2 separate regions of the Capsicum annuum genome follow, and region 1 is linked to region 2. Evidence: chromatin contacts called from public Hi-C data. All regions are on one chromosome and are shown on one strand. Each heading gives the region's core, a stretch centred on a gene start, on an enhancer-like site or on the middle of the called end of the contact. The rest is flanking DNA. Distances are from core to core; before and after follow the strand shown.

What was found. A called contact is a pair of places that touch in the nucleus more often than the background predicts.
Region 1: a contact with region 2 is called in a Hi-C map of leaf, with 3 times the contacts expected there. The contact joins two enhancer-like sites. A contact is called at or near these places in 2 of 5 Hi-C or Micro-C datasets (bud and leaf).

Annotation. Positions count from the first base shown.
Region 1 is chr2:103,925,593-103,931,986 of UCD10Xv1.1, reverse strand. It overlaps LOC107858864 (a long non-coding RNA gene), which reads left to right. Exons shown (of 2, transcript XR_001671261.2): 2 at 376-722. Among protein-coding and RNA genes, the nearest start is that of LOC107858864, 14 kb to the left of the region's middle. Within about 2 kb of position 1,771, at least 4 of the 5 cell types and tissues checked have an H3K27ac peak or open chromatin away from gene starts, as enhancers often do. A contact at or near this core is called in leaf, where this site is marked.
Region 2 is chr2:103,850,321-103,856,611 of UCD10Xv1.1, reverse strand. It overlaps the pseudogene LOC107858861. Among protein-coding and RNA genes, the nearest start is that of LOC107858862, 62 kb to the left of the region's middle. Within about 2 kb of position 3,106, at least 2 of the 5 cell types and tissues checked have an H3K27ac peak or open chromatin away from gene starts, as enhancers often do. A contact at or near this core is called in leaf, where this site is marked.

The DNA.
Region 1 (6,394 bases), core at 522-3,021, 77 kb before region 2:
CTCTTTCAAAGTTGCCTACTCTGAAGCTGTTGAATTTTACCATCTTAATCCCCCTTTGTCCCCAAAATTAGTAGATCGATTATGCTAACTTGGACCCCCTCCTAAAAATACTTATAAATTAAACATTGATGGTTTTAGTCTGGGCAACCCGGGTAAGGGTGGCATTGAGGGTGTAATTCATAACTTTAATGGAGATTGGATGCTTAGGTTTACTCAAAGTTTAGGTCAAGCTTCAAACATGACTCTCAAACAAGGGTTGCAACTCACTGTAGATCCAAATCTGCGGCCCATTATTATCAACAATGACTCTGAGGTTATAATTAATATGCTTCAACATAGGAATTCACTTTTTAACCCTATTATCCATCTTTGCAGGTCACTACTCCGAAGGCTAGAAGGTCCTACCGTTTGCCACAATTACAGGGAGGAGAATAGGGTTGCTGACATCCTTGCAAAGGAAGGAGCCAAGCAAGCTTTTGCTGGAAAATGCAGAATTTTTGTTCCCCCCACCGCCCCTCCTTTTGTAGTCCATGCAGTTTAGGACGATAAATGTGGGAAAAATTTTTATAGAAAAACTTGTAACTCCAACTTGAATGGGCGTACACCCCCTATCTTTGAACTGGAGCCAGACTAAGATCCCCTCCCCCACCTTTTGTACCTTTTCACTACTTAATATATCTTCTGGTTTACCAAAAAATAAAGTTATCTTGAAATGAACGAAATTGTCTCTCCATGTGTGATATCTGAGCAAATTTAATCCTTCCATATTTTTACAATCTTTGACTTTGCCGACAGCTGGAACTCCTGTTTGCCCTTCGGTACTCAGAAGAATGTTCAAAATTTAGTCAGAGTCCAAAATGATCGCATTTTGCTTTAGGCGACAACCTCTGAAAGCTAGTATTTCATAAATTTCATGTTTGTTTTGGTTAAAATCAAACTGGGTTATATGTTTGCTACAAATATGTTTAATATGTATAAATAATTAATCAAAAATAGTATTCTTGTCTCTTTTAGTCACGAGAGCACGTAAATTCAAAATATTACTTACCAGAGTATGTTTCTACTCATATCAAACTATTAAGTGGTTGTTCGGTATATGAGATCGGATAATTTTTTATCACTATTTTAGTATAAATAGTGGTGTAACGTAATCACAAAATTAGCTACTAACACCTCACATTAACGAGATAAAGTTAATTCTAATTTTTATCAAGATATTAATATTCTTATTCCAAAAATCTTATGAACAACTAAAACTGCAAATTGTAGCCAAAAAGAAAAAAGACAAGTAGTACCTTTCAAATCGGCTTCAAAATGTCCTTTAGCAACAAACAATTGGTGGTGTGATAAAGGATGGAAAAAATAGTGGCAGACATGGTCCAAAATGAAGCCATCGGAATATTCCTCCGCTCTCGAATATGGACTACCCACGGCAATAACGAATCAGCTATAATCACATTGGGCTTTTGCAGTCTGTTAAAGTATACTATCAACAAGAGCTTTCATCTTAGTAAACACGGCTTCTACAAAGCCCAATAAATCTCTGCTTCGATCCTTTTCTGATGGAATTACATTTGGGATAGTACGAAATTGGATATTATCTGATTTTGGCTCTGATTTCAAAAAGCTGAACCACTCTTCGGTTACAATAAAAGTGATCACCAGTTGAAGATTTGGTGTGGTTGTAGCAATGAGCTTGCATAGATTCATCAAAGGATTGATGTGGCCCCTCCCTGGATACGGAATCGCCAATATATGGCAGTTCCCATTTATGTTGATCCTTTTGATTCATTATGAATTGGAAAGAACAAAACTAAGGTTTTAGGACCGATGAAGTCGATGATCAGTGAAGATGAAGTGATAATTCTGAGCACTAATAGGAAAGTCATTTGCTTTTAATAATACGTCCCTCCCTGATATGCATGCCATTATTTTATTACTCCCTCCGACAAAACTTTTTAAAAGGAATATTTTTTGTATCTTTTTTTGATAACTTTTAATTTTATTTTTTTAAATGATATATTTAAGATTAAATGATTAAATATATTTTGATATATTTTATATATATTTAGTTTAATATTATAAAATTTTAAAATTTTCTTAAAATATCGTTTCAAGTTAAAATTAGATAAATAATTGAAAGGAAGGAAGTAAAATTAGATAAACAATTGAAAAGAAGGAACTATTAAAAAGGGAAGACGCGTTATAAAATAGCTACTAGAATCAAGAAGGCATTCTACGCATAGACATCCCAATTCCTAAGTTCAAACGTCCAGTAAAACAGAATAATCTTCCTTCAATAGATTAGTAAAGAAAAAGAAACCTACAATTCCCTTTCTAGCAATTTTAAAATGGAGTCATCCTTTGGAGGTGGGGCTGGTCGTGAGTTTGCATCTAAACAGTTAGCTCATATTTTATTCATTACAATTATTAACTAATTCATTTCCTTTTTTTAATCTATTGTCACACCTTGATTTGGAAGCATCACCGACATATATAAGTTAGTACTATATATACTTGGACACAAAGCCCCTGAAAACACGCACCCAATATATGCTATTTTTCTGTTTCAATTTAATATGATATAGATAAATTTTAGAAAGTCAATTAAATTTTTTGTACGATCTTTAAATATTTTAAAGTTTTAATGATATACAATACTTTTTATATAATTTTTAGGCGATACATGTTAGTTTCATTATTTGAATTTATATGTCACTAATGTAATTTAGAGAGTCAACCAAATTTTATATATAATTTAGGAAAAAGGGTCAAAAATATCCCTCTCATAAATTGGCTAAGTTTGCCCCTGATTAAACGATGAGGTCAACTATGCCCCTGCCGTTATCAAAGTTTGTAAATATATCCCTCTTTTTAACTATTTTTCATGTAGGCTAATAAGTGCGTGAGGTGAATGTCACGTGGCATGTCAACTCAGCGCCAAATATTTATTATATTTTTTTCATTTAATTTTTCTTTTCTTCTTCACAATTATTCATTCTATTTACTGTTCCCATTTTTTTTCAGTTTTCTATACCATGTTTCACATTGCATTCAGGTCCTAAAATACCATTAACAGCTCCAGCAACCAAAACTCCCAACTAATTCACCTTCAGTCACAACTCCATCTTGTGCTAACCCACCAAAACTCACGGTACTCTCGATTTTCTCCACTGCTGCTTCAATCCCCTTCTCAACATTCACCAATCCTTTCTCCGCCACTTCAATTCCCTTCTTTACTGCTACGATTCCCTTCTTTGCTGCTACGATTCCTTTATCTGCTGCCTCGAATCCTTCCTTCACTAATTCTTCTGCCTCCTCTTCTACTTTCTTAAGCTTCTTTCGCAATCCAAAGAGGCCAATATCCTCAGCTTTTGACGGCATTTCCAGTGCTTTTAGTATTGTTGTCGCTGCTACTAGAGAGATTAATTGCCTCCGACCTGGGAGAGCCATCGACGTCTTCTTTGTAGGAGGATTTGTGTTTGCATTTAGCAGACAACGGGGTGAGAGAGTACGCAGTGTGAGTGAGGTAGTGGTGGAAGCCATGAGATTTATTCTCTCTGCAATCAAACTGAGGTGTGCAAGGCAACGTCTATACCACAATGGAAAGGCATCTATTAGAGCAATAACTATGGAAAAAAACAAGAATAACGACAGAGTAGGCAAAAAGCAATGTGAAACATGGTATAGAAAACTGAGAAAAAATGGAACGATAAATAGAATGAATAATTGTGAAGAAAGAAAGAAAAATTAAATGAAAAAAATATAAATATTTGGCACTAAGTTGGCATGCCACGTGGTGTCCACCTCACACATTTATTAGGCTACATGGAAAACAGTTAAAAAGAGGGGTATATTTGCATACTTTGGTAACGGCAAGGGCATAGTTGACCCCATAGTTTAACCAGGGGCAAACTTAGCCAATTTATGAAAGTAGAGGAGTATTTTTTATCCTTTTCTCTATAATTTATACACGTTTTTTATGGTCTTTAAATATTTTAAGTTGTTAATTATTGTAATTTATTTGATTTTTACATAATTTTCAAATAATATATGTTGCTCTCTCTATCTCAATTTATGTGACACTTAAGAAATTTAGAGAGTCAATCGAATTTTTTACATATAGTTTTACATATTTTGAGTTGTTAATTATGTTGCAATGAGCTGTACAGTGAGCTAATTCAGGAAGTAAAATGAGTGATTGGTGGGATTGGAGCCTAAATTATTTTTATTCTATTTTCATTAATGTTGATTATCTTTCCATTTAGGTGTTTGTATTGATTATTGTATATAATCTTACCATTTAGATCTCTTTTCTTTTTGTATAAAGTTGCAGCCTCGTAATCATTGAAATAGACTGAAGTTAATAGAAAAATAATTTTTTTACTGTGTTTGATTTTTATCATGGCATTAGAGCATGGTTCGAATCCGTGAGAAAGGGCAAGTAATATAGAGAGAGATTGAAAAAAAAGTGGAAGCAGGATAGAAGTTAGATTATGAGGGAAACTACTCCAACGACTGGGAGGTCCGGTGTTGGGTTTGAGAGTTTCCTGTTTTCTGAACTAACATCAAAATTATCACATTAATGGGCAATACATCAACTACAACAAGCTATGAAGCTCTTGTTGTTCCACAGGGTATCAAACTAGATGGTACTAACTATGCGATTTAGTCCCAGGTTGTAGAGATGTACATATCTGAAAAAGACAAATTGGGATATATTAATGAAGATCTTCAACCACCAGAAGAAACAAATTCCATATTCAGAAAATAGAGAACAGAAAATGCACTGGTGAAGAGTTGGTTAATCAACTCGATGGTGGTTAATCAACTCGATGGATACCAAGTTAATTGGAAATTACATCCGATTTCCAACAGTAAAAGCAGTTTGGGATGCTATTGCCATAACATATTTTGATGGAGGCGACACTTCTTAAGTTTATGATTTGAAGAGAAAAGTGATGAATTTGAAGCAAGGAGGGGAATCTATTGAGACGTATTTCAAACATCTTCAAGGCTTGTGGAGAGAAATCAATTTTCGTCGACCAAATCCAATGAAATGTCAATCTGACATTGAAAAGTATATTTCTATATTATATGAAGATAGAGTATATACTTTTCTTGATGGATTTGATGACAGACTTGATAAAATCAGAGGCGATCTATTGCAACTCAAGTTATTTCCTACTGTAGAGGAAGCATATGCACTTGTTCGGCGAGAAGACCTGAGGCAATCTGTAATATTGACTAAAGATAAGGACATGAGTAGTGCAACTGTGATTTCAAGGGCAGGACAAGGATCTCAATGACAAGTCTCTCTTCAACTAATGATCAATGGCAAGAATAACACATCAAAACAAAAGCAATAAGAAGGAAGAGGTGGTTGCACACACTGTGGAAACCCTAAACATACAATTGAAATATGTTTCCAATTGAATGGGCCTCCAGAATGGTGGTATGAACAGAAAAAAAAAAGGAAGAAGGAGGTTGATAAAGCATCATTGGAAAACACTGGAGATAACTCAAAAAGAGCTGAATCATTGACGCTAATATCACAACTTGAGAATACTTCACCTGCAAGTGTCAACAATTCTATGGCTCATAATGATTTAGGTAATCATGGTTGGATTATTGATTCAAGGGAAACCGACCATATGACCTTTGATTCTCGTGATTTAGTAGACTCAACTCAACCTAGATGCGCATGCATAGTTAATGCAAATGGAGTGATATATCCTGTTGGAAGGGCTGGAGGAGTGATACTAGCACTAAATCTCTCTTTACAAAATACTTTACTTGTGTTCTCTCTCTCCAATAAATTATTATCTGTGGGTCAAATGACAGAGAACTTGAACTTTTGTGCACTAATATATCCAAAGTTTTGTCTATTTCAGGATATTCCCACTAAGGAGATTATTGATCCTGGTACTAAGCGAGGAGGCCTATGTTACATGGATGATTATAACTGTGGCTTGACAAATGTAGCCCAGGGAATGAGTAACAAGGAAAAACAGATATGGTTGTGGCATCGCAGGCTAGGACATCCATCTTTTCCTTATTTAAGGCGATTATTTCCAAGTTTGTTCTTAAATTTAGATGAAACAAAGTTCAAATGTGAAGATTGTATTCTTGCTAAGATTTATCGTGTTTCATATCCAATAAGTTTGAATAAATATGAAAAACCATTTATGTTAATTCACTCTGATGCTTAGGGTCCAACACCTATCTTAGTTTTTTCGGGTATTAGATGATTTGTGATATTTGTAGATAATTGTATACGTATGACTAGGGTTTATTTGATGAAAGGTAAAGATGAGGTGTTTCGAATTTTTCGTTCATTTCATAATATGATAAGGACTTAATTCTATGTTGTTTTAAAAGTTTTACGATCAGA
Region 2 (6,291 bases), core at 1,857-4,356:
AATTGACGTCTATGATAATACCTTTTTTATTTTTATTTTTACTTTTAATTTTTGTATGCCATTTGAAGTTGAGCAAGCTCGGCGTATTTTAGACTTTTGATCAAATACTACCCTGCGGTTAAGAAAAATCTTGTTTTCCCCTTAACATCCAACACCAAGGTGATTTTAAGTTATAGTCAAAAGTTGATAAGTAAAGTCAAATCTTTCTATTCAAATAATTTAGGCACGTAAAGTTCATTTATTTTATGTTGGAGCTTTATTAACGATGAGATCAAATACAAGATGACTTCTTGGCAACAGGGACATGAATCAACCAAAATCGAACGGGAGAGCCAAGTTGTACAAGCATTGAATAGTCAGTAGCAAAATTAGACCTTTTGCCTATTCAATTTAGCGAATAATTGAATCATCACCGTTATGAAATATATCTAACAAATTTTGCAAAGAGATTTTGACAATATTGTTTGCTACAACAGCTGAAGTATAATTTTAATTGTCCTAACATCTCGATAGCATAAAATTGGATTAATGTGTATTAGTAGAGTACAGCAGGCAAAATGGGACATCCCATTAATACTTTCCTAGTAGAGTAAAATGGAACTTATTACTTCCTCCATCCAATATTAGTTGATCTTACTAAAAAATTATTGTATCATATTACTTATCCACCTTACTAAATCAAGAAAGCATTACCTAAACTTCTTTCTATATTATCCTTGCAATTAATTCCTTTTGAAAGTAATTACACTTGTTTGTAAAGTTCCCGAGAAGTGTTTTTAAGGGGTGAATTAGTAAAATCACCTTTTTATTTATGATTTCTTCACATGCGTGTAAAAAGAAAAATGACCACCTAATATGGGACGGAAGGAGTACATATTAACAAGTAGAAGTGATTTTAAACAGAGGAAATGGTAATCTGTTGGGGAATATGAACAGAAGTCTCACATTAATAGTTGAAAATAAGAAGTGTCTCAAATTGCTATATATAAAGGTCTACTATCTCTAAATGGTGTGAGACCTGTTGGATAAAGTCACGCAGGCTTGACTCAAAGAGGACAATATCACACCATGTAAGAGTGTCTTTGGGCTTTGGAGCCTAACAATGAGCCTAACACAGGTTCAGCGGATGAGGATGATGGCAAGGTTCAATTGCTTACTTTACGAGCTTGGAGATGCGCACAAAAGAAGAAGCTAGTTACGAGCTTCGATTGTCATAAAATATTTGGACGATGTGGGTGACATACAATGAATCTCGACAACCCGTGAATCGTGATGTTTGGCCACGTGGAACTTAAAAATCTAGTAGCAAGCTTTGATTGTCATAAAATACTCAAGACAATAGGGGCAGCACACAATGAATCACGACATCTCGTGAATCGTGGTGATGGGCAATGTGGAACCTAGTTCGAGGGGGAGATTGTTGGAAGTATGAACAAAAGTCCACATTGCTAGCTGAAAAGAATGAGCAACTACATATAAAATGTAGGATCTCTCAATGGTATGAAGACTTTGGGGAAAAACCGTGTAAACTTGGCCCAAAGCGGAGACCAACATATCAATGGCAAAACAACTGGAAAGGCATCGTCTTACATTCTTAGTTGATAGATTTATGTGTTGAGTTGAGGTAAAATGGCTTAAAACTAAATAAAAATGGTTGATGAGTCCTTACCAGTTATGCATAGCAAAACAGTTCACAGTTGACTTCGTCTCCACCTACTGAAAATGTACGTTTTATTTTCTGTTTCATTGCTTGTTTCCATAGTTTACTCCCATCCGACGATCTAAACATTAAGATGACACATGTTAGCTATGACAAAAAGATTGATGAGAGGTCATCACATTTTACATAAAGTAGAAAAGCATTACATAAGAAGTTCAGCTTCTTGATATATATAATATATAGTAGCACGTCGGCCGGGAGTGTTGTGTGATAAGAAGGTGCCCCTTAAACTTAAAGGCAAATTCTACAGAGTGGCAGTCCGTCCGGCCATGTTGTATGGAGCGGAGTGTTGGTCAGTCAAGAACTCACATATTCAAAGATTGAAGGTGGCGGAAATGAGAATGTTGCGTTGGATGTGTGGCCTGACTAGAGGGGATAAAGTTCGGAATGAGACTATCCGAGAGAAGGTGAGAGTGGCTTCGGTGGAGGATAAGATACGAGAAGGAAGGTTGAGATGGTTTGGACATGTGATGAGGAGGGGCACAGATGCCCCAGTTCGGCGGTGTGAAAGGTTAGCTTTGGATGGCTTCAGGAGGAGTAGAGGTAGACCAAAGAAATACTGGAGGGAGGTGATTAGGCATGACATGGAGTTGTTTTAGCTTACTGAGGACATAACCCAAGACAGGAAGGTGTGGAGGTCACGGATTAGGGTAGAAGGCTAGTGTGAGTGGGTCGGTTATGGTTAGGTGTTAGGAGAGTTGGGTGTGGTAGGTGTCTTTGGTCGGTGAGTGTGTGTTACTACTACATGGGTATTCATTTTTCTTATTTCTTATTTTGTTTGTTCTTTTTTCTCTTATTTCCTTTTCTTGGATATCTAGTGTTACTATTTCTTACCTTTGATTTTTGTTATGCTACCTTGGTATATTATTCTATATCTTGAGCCCGGGGTCTATCAGAAACAACCTCTCTAATTCCTCGGAGGTAGCGGTATGGACTGCGTACATTTTACCCTCCCCAGACCCCACTCTGTGGGAATACACTGGGCCTGTTGTTGTTGTAGTAGCATGTCGGTCCTAAAAATGTTTCAGATAAAGAGTTCATCCTCAACGATTGACATATGAGGGCAATCCACTAAAAGATGTACAAATGGAATTATTTCGTTGGAGGCTAGCTTTTAACTTCAAAGCGATTGGTGAAGTGGACAAGAAAGCTAAACTAGATGCCTTAAAAGCACCTCCAATTGGTACCAGATATGATGCTGTACAAAGCAAACCGAGAGCAGTGCATTAAAAACAGAAACTTGTTGCAAGTAAAACTGCATCGAATTACACTCAAACCATTCTGCTCTAAACATATAGTTATGTGCCATCAACCTCCTCTTTTCTCATTTTGCACTTCAGACTTGGGGTTGTCACTCTAAATGGAAAAATGTTTAAAAGAGAGTACATTAATGTGGTTCATTGCATGCTACAGGACCTTGACAGGGTAATTAGTAGTATAGGCAACTAATAAGTAGTATTTCTTATGTCAAGTCTGAGCAAAAAGTAAATACAGGAGTAAAGGAGTACCTCCTCCCTCCGTGTATGGCCGAGCAAGAGAAATGGGCTGTAGCCTGTATTCTCACTAAGTTTGATCAATTATTGCAACCTAAAAATTGTTGAAACAGTATTGTCATGCTAAAATGTTCTCTCAGTCACCGACTTTCACATGATGGTTGCGGATGCAGTATTTATCTCCGCTTCTGAAGTTGAACTTTCTAAAGCTTAAGTTCCGTTCTATCACAACTAGAATAGAATAATGCATGACAGGCACTAAATAAAGTAAGATGGCAAATGAAACTGTCACTACAAGGGCCTAAATATAATGCCAGATCAGTTAATCGGTCCATTAATCAGAACCAAATATAATTTGCTTTTAGTGACGCAAAAGAAGAGTTCCTCTCTAACAGATGCAGATTTCCACCCGGATTGCCTTTAGTTTTTGAATAAGATAATAAAACCTATTACAGAATCTTAAAAGTTCTACAGCAAAGAGATTTAACATTTTTTATACATTCATCAAAATAAAAGCAAGTGACGTGACCCATGACTATTATTTACATTACCAGAGCATGTTATCATTAAATCCAACCATGTTGCTTCATTCTTAAAAACCAAGTAATAGACAAAAGAGTACCTCTTCCAACAGCCAATATAAAAATCCCAGTGGAAGCCTGCAAGAAAGCACAAGTCTACTAGCGCCAATAAGAGGATATAGAACATACTAGAAAATCACAAACATGATTCACATAAGAAGCAAATCAACAAAGATTATCCAACATTTGTTTACAGCAACACCACCACCAATTCCCAATACAAAGAGCAAACAAGAATTGTTTTTTACAATGAAGTAACATTTAAGAGTAAACAAGAATTATTTACAAGGCCAACCTAGCTAGCAATCATATATGCACGGTGTCAGAATGCTCACATACATAAAGATAGAAACATTGCAAACCAGTGTATTCCTACAAAGTGGGGTTTGGGGAGGGTAAAGTGTACGCAGTCCATACCACTACCACTACCTCAGATGAAGTAGAGAGGTTGTTTCCGATAGACCCCCGACCCAAAAAAATGTTATTAAAGAGCATAAATGTAATGTTATTAAAAAGTATTTTGGACAACTCTGAGGAGCTAAAGAAGTTCATGCCTGTTCCTTTAATTGTGTATATTCTACAGGATATCAATCCCAAGCTCCAATCTTTGCTGCATAATCATACACAAGATATTAACCCAATGTCACATTGTTTTTCTTTATTACAACGAGAAGGTACTTCGACAGTAACTAAGTGCAATAAGTAGATTTTACCTGCATTTCACATTATATAATAATATGGAAGCAGAAGTTAGGTTTTACATGTGCCAACATCTTCTCCTTCCTCCCTAAAACTAATTCAACCATGTAAAACCACATTTCTCATGCATAATCCGATGTTTCCCCAGGTACTGTCCAGTTAAAATAAGTAGTTCACCTGTGGTGCATAAGGAATAGTGACTCCAAATATGACCATTAAAAAGGATGGCTGTTCTCTCTCCCAAGCGTATTTGGCGGTGCATCCTGCAACAGTGACATCCCTCTCTATGATTATTACGGGGAATTGTATGTACACACCTGATGCACTAATACTGTTGGCTCAAAAGTCATTTCCATCTTTACAAGCTGCTCAAGGGCCTTGTTGTATTGATAGAATGAAATAAGCTGAAAACTATAGATCATTTGGAAGTTGGACCAAAACAAAAGACTAAAGCATGTCCTGCAATCACTCGAGCCTACTGGACTTGCAACCCATTCTTAGGCTGGACTGACCAGCCTTGCAAACTCTTTATTTAGCCTTGTGATGCATCTGTGTAAAACAACCACTTTGAACAAGTACTTCTAGATAAAATTCTCCTTAAATTAGAAGACTCATTTTGATTATATAAACACACATAATGCTCATAGTCAAGAAAGCATGCAACAACTCTCAAATCCTCCCAACTTAGAAAAGGATAAAAACTAGTCTTAACTACTTGATGACATCATGAGAAGCGTGTTGTTTTTCTAGGACGATCCATTTTCTTCAATATTCTGAACCTAAACTTCTCACTAAATCCCTAAAGACAGTCTACCTGCATGGAACTAACACTTGGTACACCACAGTGATTTTCTATATAATTATAGCCAGGCCATGGGTATTTATTCCATCGGTGTATATATCCCCTTTTTTCATTTTTATGACGGCAGTGTTTGTACCAGCTGGCACACACACACACCATTCCACCAGTACGGTTGTCGGGTAACTCTGTCCACCAGGCATGGTTCTCCTCCCACTTCATTGACCATTAGCCACACCCTTAGGTGACCCTAGCCTTTCTGCTCATTACTTTGCTTAGTCATTGATCTCTATTTAGAAATATTTCTACATCTTCAAATGAAGCTGATCAAAATTCTAAATCTGGAATATTATATACACATGCATACAAATACACACATCAACCTATTGCCATGTTTTCCCCCCATTCTGTTAGTGTAATGCAACTCATCTTCTCCAATTTTCCGAAATTCCAACAAGAGCCGGCAACTCGAGTTTGTTGCCTCAAGACCTTTATCTAGTGTCTTACAAGTTTTACCACAGATGTAATTCTCCACCATTTTCTTACTTTTTACACCACTTCCTTCTTTTCCTCTCTCTATTTTTTAAGAATTTTCAAGGATACAAAGTAGGAACTTATCTCTGTTGTTGCGAACAGGAAGAAAATCACTCCAGTAAATAAGCTTTTCAAAGGAGCGCAGTGAAGGAAAAAGTTTCATAATCTAGATTCTTTTAAGACTTAGGTCTCAAATAGTTCAATCAGTACAAATCATATAATATTAAATCTTGATAAAGTATTCCAGTTGATAACTAGGATACCGAAGCAAATTCCAAAACCTGAATCTCCGGCTTACTTCAAAAGCTTTCGAATTCTGCATGGACTTAAAATTTAAATACAGATGTTCATATTTACTAGCACTCAAATTTAGGGAAGGGGCTAGTGGTCATAAAATCATTCACTTATTTACATAGTGGCAATATAATCAATGCTACAAGTACCAATGTTACAATGGGCCTCAGA